Linked DNA regions of Mus musculus: region 2 is linked to region 1. A link is a contact called in public HiChIP or PLAC-seq data. All regions are on one chromosome and are shown on one strand. The core of a region is the stretch at or near the end of the contact, and the rest is flanking DNA. Distances in the headings are between cores, read along the strand shown. Region 1 has its middle 150 kb from the start of Kynu. Region 2 holds the start of Kynu (kynureninase).

What was found. HiChIP or PLAC-seq counts read pairs in DNA pulled down with a chosen protein or histone mark.
Region 2: an H3K4me3 HiChIP or PLAC-seq map of the 230-238 cell line shows a contact between it and region 1, with 25 read pairs. The contact joins the promoter of Kynu here to the enhancer-like site in region 1. A contact is called at or near these places in 3 of 39 promoter capture datasets (embryonic stem cells and liver), 1 of 484 Hi-C or Micro-C datasets (liver) and 2 of 115 datasets of contacts at active chromatin or transcription factors (the 230-238 cell line and bone marrow-derived macrophages).

What each region holds. Positions count from the first base shown.
Region 1 is chr2:43,403,380-43,406,154 of GRCm38.p6, reverse strand. No RefSeq gene overlaps it. Among named protein-coding and RNA genes, the nearest start is that of Kynu, 150 kb to the left of the region's middle. Within about 2 kb of position 1,439, at least 4 of the 459 cell types and tissues checked have an H3K27ac peak or open chromatin away from gene starts, as enhancers often do. A contact at or near this core is called in the 230-238 cell line, where this site is marked.
Region 2 is chr2:43,553,907-43,556,681 of GRCm38.p6, reverse strand. Kynu (kynureninase) reads right to left here and starts at 1,357. Exons shown (of 14, transcript NM_027552.2): 1 at 1,273-1,357.

The sequences.
Region 1 (2,775 bases), core at 190-2,689:
CCTCTAATACTAAAAATATATGGAGTATGTTATTTGCTGTGGGCTGAAAACATCTATGCTGAGCATCATTAGTGGAAGGAGGTGGCAGAGGGATTATTCCTGCTTACTTCTTTCAGTTGACCTGGATAATGCTCCCATGAGCAAGATGTCTGAAGTCTGACCGCAGGCATATGATACCTTGCTCTTATTTCCCTATATTATTTTATCCATCACTTCAAGTTCACTGTCTCTGGTATATCATTTACAAAATCGTTTTGTCACAGAGCTTCTGAGAATATTAAAGGGCATGGCTTAGGAAAAGTTATTTGCAAGTATAGAACCCAGTAACTGGTTTCATGTGTCTTTCATACATTGCTTCCTGGTTTCTGTACTTCACATGAATCGGATTCTTTTGTTCCTGTGTACCACATGATTGGCAGACCATAGCAGCAAAAGGGTGGCTGCCTTATTGCTTGCTTTGAGCTTGGGCTGACCTTTGTTTGCATTTCCACTTTTGTGTGTGAATGTGTGTGTGTGTGTGTTTATGTTTTTGATTTTTTTTCACAATTGATTTTACTGTGACTACATGTCACTCCAAAATCTTCCTGGTGAATTCGTCAAATTCCTTCCAATTTACATCTGGCCTCATCAATACTCCACTAAGCCTGCAGTCAGCTTGTTGCTGGATACCCAGTATCTGCTGCCGGTGGGGGAGACATTTTAGTATACTTCCATCAATCCCACATAATTGGTATACTTCTGCACTTCCAGAAGAGCTCATTTTGACTTGTAGTGTTTCTGAGTTGTGCTCAGCTATCATAATAACTGAAGGTTTTAAAGCATATACCTGTAACTTACTGCAGCTTTTGGTATCCATGCTTTACCACTTCAAGTGAAGTGTTGAAGGCTTGCTTCCATTTACAGTCTTTTAACTGCTTCAATTTTATAATATAATAGCCTCAGGTATTATTGCACCACATCAGATGGCGATATAATTTTTCTTTCAGTTGTAAAATGAGTTTTCAGAGTCATGAAAGGAAGCATAGTCTATTGCATTCATCTTCATTTTTATACATTCTAGAATACTTTGATTATACTTTATTTTTATTATTTTTTTCATTTAGTTGTAGCACTGTACTCAGTGCCTCACGCATGCCAGGCAAGAACGCCACCATGGAACTATATCTCCAGCAAAAATGGGATGTATATACAGCGAAAGGTGGAGTTAAGCCACCCTATAAATAAACAGCAACAGATTTGAACCTGCATTCAGGCCATGGAGAGTCACCCTTGTTCAAAGGTCCTTCTTCTCTGAACTATAAGCATTTACTGTTCTAGAGGCAGTGAGACCTGGGAGAATGGAGCTGATAAATGAGGCAGACTAAAGCCTTAACTTACTCCTATCTGTTACACCTGGGAGGGGCATAAAAGCACATTCCAAGAAGTATGTTTTCAAGAAGCTGAGGTCACAAGACTCTTGTCTTTGTTCCCTAGAGTTTTCTCACAAGCACTCAGGACTCTTCTCATAGGACTCCATTCTTGGAGTATCAACTTTATTCTTAGAATTAGAAAATTTTTACTCAGAGTTAAGAAAAGTCACATCAGTACATTGTACATGCATAAGGACTAGTTTCAAACGGCAGATGAGCTGCACATGGCAAAACAATGTTTTTCTATAAAGGCCTATAAACAAATATCCATAGCCAGTTTAATGAATAATCCGAAGTAAACTTACTCCTATCTGCTACGCCTGGGAGGGGCATAAAAGCACATTCCAAGAAGTATGCTTTCAAGAAGCTGAGGTCACAAGACTCTTATCTTTGTTCCCTGGAGTTTTCTCACAAGCACTCAGAACCCTTCTCATAGGACTCCATTCTTGGAGTGTGTTCTGGCATCTTAGTACCGGTGCTCTGTTGTCATTCCTTGCTGGTAGGTTTGTTAGTGAGCAATTCTTTTAGTTTCCTTTTATCCGAAAATTTCTTGTTCCCTAAGAGTCTTTTCTTCAGGTATGGTGGCCCATGTAAAGTGTGGTGCCACTTCCTCCTGGCTACTGTAGTTCTTGCTTAGGAAGTCTGTCCTTCAAGTAGTCTCAGCTAAGCAGTGCCTCATTTCTTTGTGATGCCATCATTATTTTCCCTTGTGCTTATTTTCTGATATTTAATTGTGTGCGATGGAGTCTGTGCCATTTGGGTATTTGACACTCATATGCCAGAATAATGAACATCTGTATCCACACCCATGAGTTCCTGGGTCACCTTGAGAGGAAAGATCCAACTCTCCAGAGTTAGTTTAGAGAAACTGTGGGCTCAATATCTTATCTTTGTGAGTCATACCAAGTTTGAAAATTTTAGTTTGCTAAATAAACAGCTCAAAAACCTAACACTAGTCCAAGTTGAAAATGTTAACTATACATATACTATGTTTAGACTATAAGTGCCCTATTAACTGTGTGGCTGAAATCTTTAACATCAAATTCAGAAAAGGAGTAGAGATACTGGTAAAGCAACCAACTACAAAGAAGACAATTAAAGATCCCATTTGGTAAACAAACACTTCCTGGGTTCAGAGCAGGCCTAAATGAATAAATCTGGAGATGACAGAGAACAGTATGCTAGCCAAGGCCTCACACAGTGTTCTCATCTGGGGTAAGTGTCATGCCCTTGAAGTAGTAAACCTCTCCTTTGGTTCTACTATAGTGAATCATAGATTACTATACTCTGTTTACTCTGAATTTGGTATCTGTGCTTACTTGTTACAGCTATCATGTGAGATTTATTTACCAACAATGTGACTGTT
Region 2 (2,775 bases), core at 108-2,607, 150 kb before region 1:
AATTCTGCATTCATACCACCAGCTAAGACAATTAATACTTCAAAACATCATTTTACGCCTTGTTTAGGCTTATCATTTGCAAGTAAATTGACATGATCCGTTTGAAAATAAAGACATTAACTCCTAGTTTATAATAACTGTCAAATGTCATATCTCATGTATTTAGCATGGTATAATTTTACAAGGGTAAACGAACATGTCATGTGCTGGCGTGCAGGTCACCTGAACACTCTTCGGCCATTGTTATATAAAATAAAGCTCAATTTAACTTTTTAAAGAAGACTACAGCATCAAGTCACACTCACGAGGCATGCCCATAATAGTTTTAAAGATTAGTGTTTGTTGATGGAAATTGATTTTTGTCCTCGAATTATACTGAGGCTTGAAATTTTGAAAATTCCGTCTTCGTGGTTTTATTTATTAGCTGCATTTTCCCAGGTAAAAGATTGCACTTACCAAAATCTGATCAGTTGTAATGAAAGAATAACAAATTAAAGATCTCCTCCTGACCCTGCCGGTCTAAGGTCAACCAGGTCAATCAGTAACCCAGTCCTCAGTAGCTAATCTTTGCACAGCAAAGGGTCATTCCCACCCTGAAGTGAGGAAATTGGATACCAAGGTCAAAGTTTAGAAGCTAGTAAAGATACATTCATACTTCACTGGGGGAAGTAAAAAGTTGATATACACCTGCAACAAAGCCTGCTTCTGTAGGACTCTCGCTGAGAATTATGTGACATCACAGTACAACCAGCCTAGCTGAGCAATAGATCCTGGAGTTTGTTCCCACATTCCTAACGCTGGGAAGAAAAAAAAACTGTCTAGCAAATACAGGAAAAAAAATCTATTCTTAGGCCAAATGCTCTAGAAAATAAAAGGGGAAGAAAGTCCCCCTCAAGAAAATCCACTTTCACTTCTCTAAATGTTAATGTGACACACAAACATACAAAACCAGAAATCAGAAAGCTCCTTTAAACACGGCTTTTCTTTACCTGGGCTTGTTCTCCTGACCGTTTAAACCCGCAGTGAGGGCTGGCTAACCTGCTGGGACTGCAACCTCATCCGTTCGTTCTCTCTAGCCTGGGTTTCGAGGCACAGGCTTTAAGGGAGGTCATGCCGGGTTTGTTTATGAAGATCATTTATACAGTAAGAAAAAAACAGAAAAAGAAATCCCCAAAGGACTGTACCCTATTAGTAGAGAGAAGTTCCATTTGGAAAAGTACAGGAGAAGCGAATGTCTGTTTATCTTCAGAGCCAGACCTCTTCTCTGCTTACCTGCTCAGATCCAGACAGTAGTCTTCAGTACCTTCTCAGAGGATGCTGGATCTTTCTTTGTCCCCAGCTAGCCAAAGAACTGCTCACTTCTCCACCCTGTGGGGATTTTGCCTGTCAACTTTAGTTCCTCCCACCCTGTTGAATCAGGTTGCAAATTTCTAACCACTGACACAAGCTAAGCAAAATGCTGCCCCTCCCCCAGCCCCACCCCAGGTTGCCAAACATCTGGCTCTGCTGACAGCTTCTTCCAATTCTTCCTTGTGGGTTCTAGACCCCTGCAGAGACTTGCTTGACCTATGTGGAGCTCTGCTGTGAGCACTGTGTCAGAGAGCTGAACTCCAACATCTGCCTTTATTTTCAATCTGTGCTCTGAAACATCCCAAACCCAGAGGAATGCTCTCCTTGAACTCTGGACACATTTCTCCTGGATTTTGAGACAATGAACCACTGATCAACTTTGATTGCAGGGTTTTTGACTTATAGTGAATACAGGTTTTATGCAAAAGTTTAAAATAAACTGTGTGTGGTGGTACCTACCACTGACTCAAGTGCTCAGTCCTAAAGGCAGAGGACTTTGCTGCAAAAGAAAAATTAATATAGTCCACTAATTCCTCGAAATATTTTACTGCCTAATAAATGGACTTTAAAATTTTTGAGGTCATAAATCTTGATAGTATGATTAACCACAGAAAGAGTTAGAACTTGGAAATCCAAATGAAAGGAAGCCTGGAAAATATTATTAAGGTTAATTATTTCTTTAAATGCTGATCCTTGAGCTGCCTCTCCTGTCCTAATCTGAGCTTGGATCCTTTGAGGAATACCTATTAGGCATAAAAACTAAGACCCAAGATTTTCAGAATAATGACAACAGAAGAGACTGCCTCGGTTGCTGCGTGTTTGCTCCTGTGCCTTGTCTAAGCCCACAGCATGTCACCCTCTGCAAGGCCCTTTTCAGTCCTCTCTGTGTGTCCTCACTGTAATCCTGGACAAGTCACTGAACCGTAGCCCAAGCTCAGGCTCCTATCTACCTGATAAACAGAAAACACATCTTCCTTACAAGATTATTGAGAGAGAAAAACAATTCAAGGGGAAAAGCACTGTACCATGACACATAAATCCATTCGACACATTCTTTTTTGTCATCAAATTACCCAGACAAAGTGTACTGTCCCCAACTTCTAGAAGAGGACAATAGATGCCATGAGGCGACTTGGAGATACTTTACTGACCACTGTTAAACTCATAAACTACAAAATTCTCATTTGAATTGGATCAAAAAATCTAAAGCTTGTAATATGTCTATTCATTTTCCATCATCTCGTGTCTTGTGTCACTAGAAATTTAGAAAATTTGTTCTGCTCTGCAGGAGAGAACGCCATATCCCCATGTTGACTAGGTTTGAAGAGAAAAATAAAGACAGACAGGTCACAGTCTTGCTGCCATGGATTTGGTAAGTCTTTGAGCAATTATTGTAGTGCGTGCAGACTCTGCACCTGAGGCCTG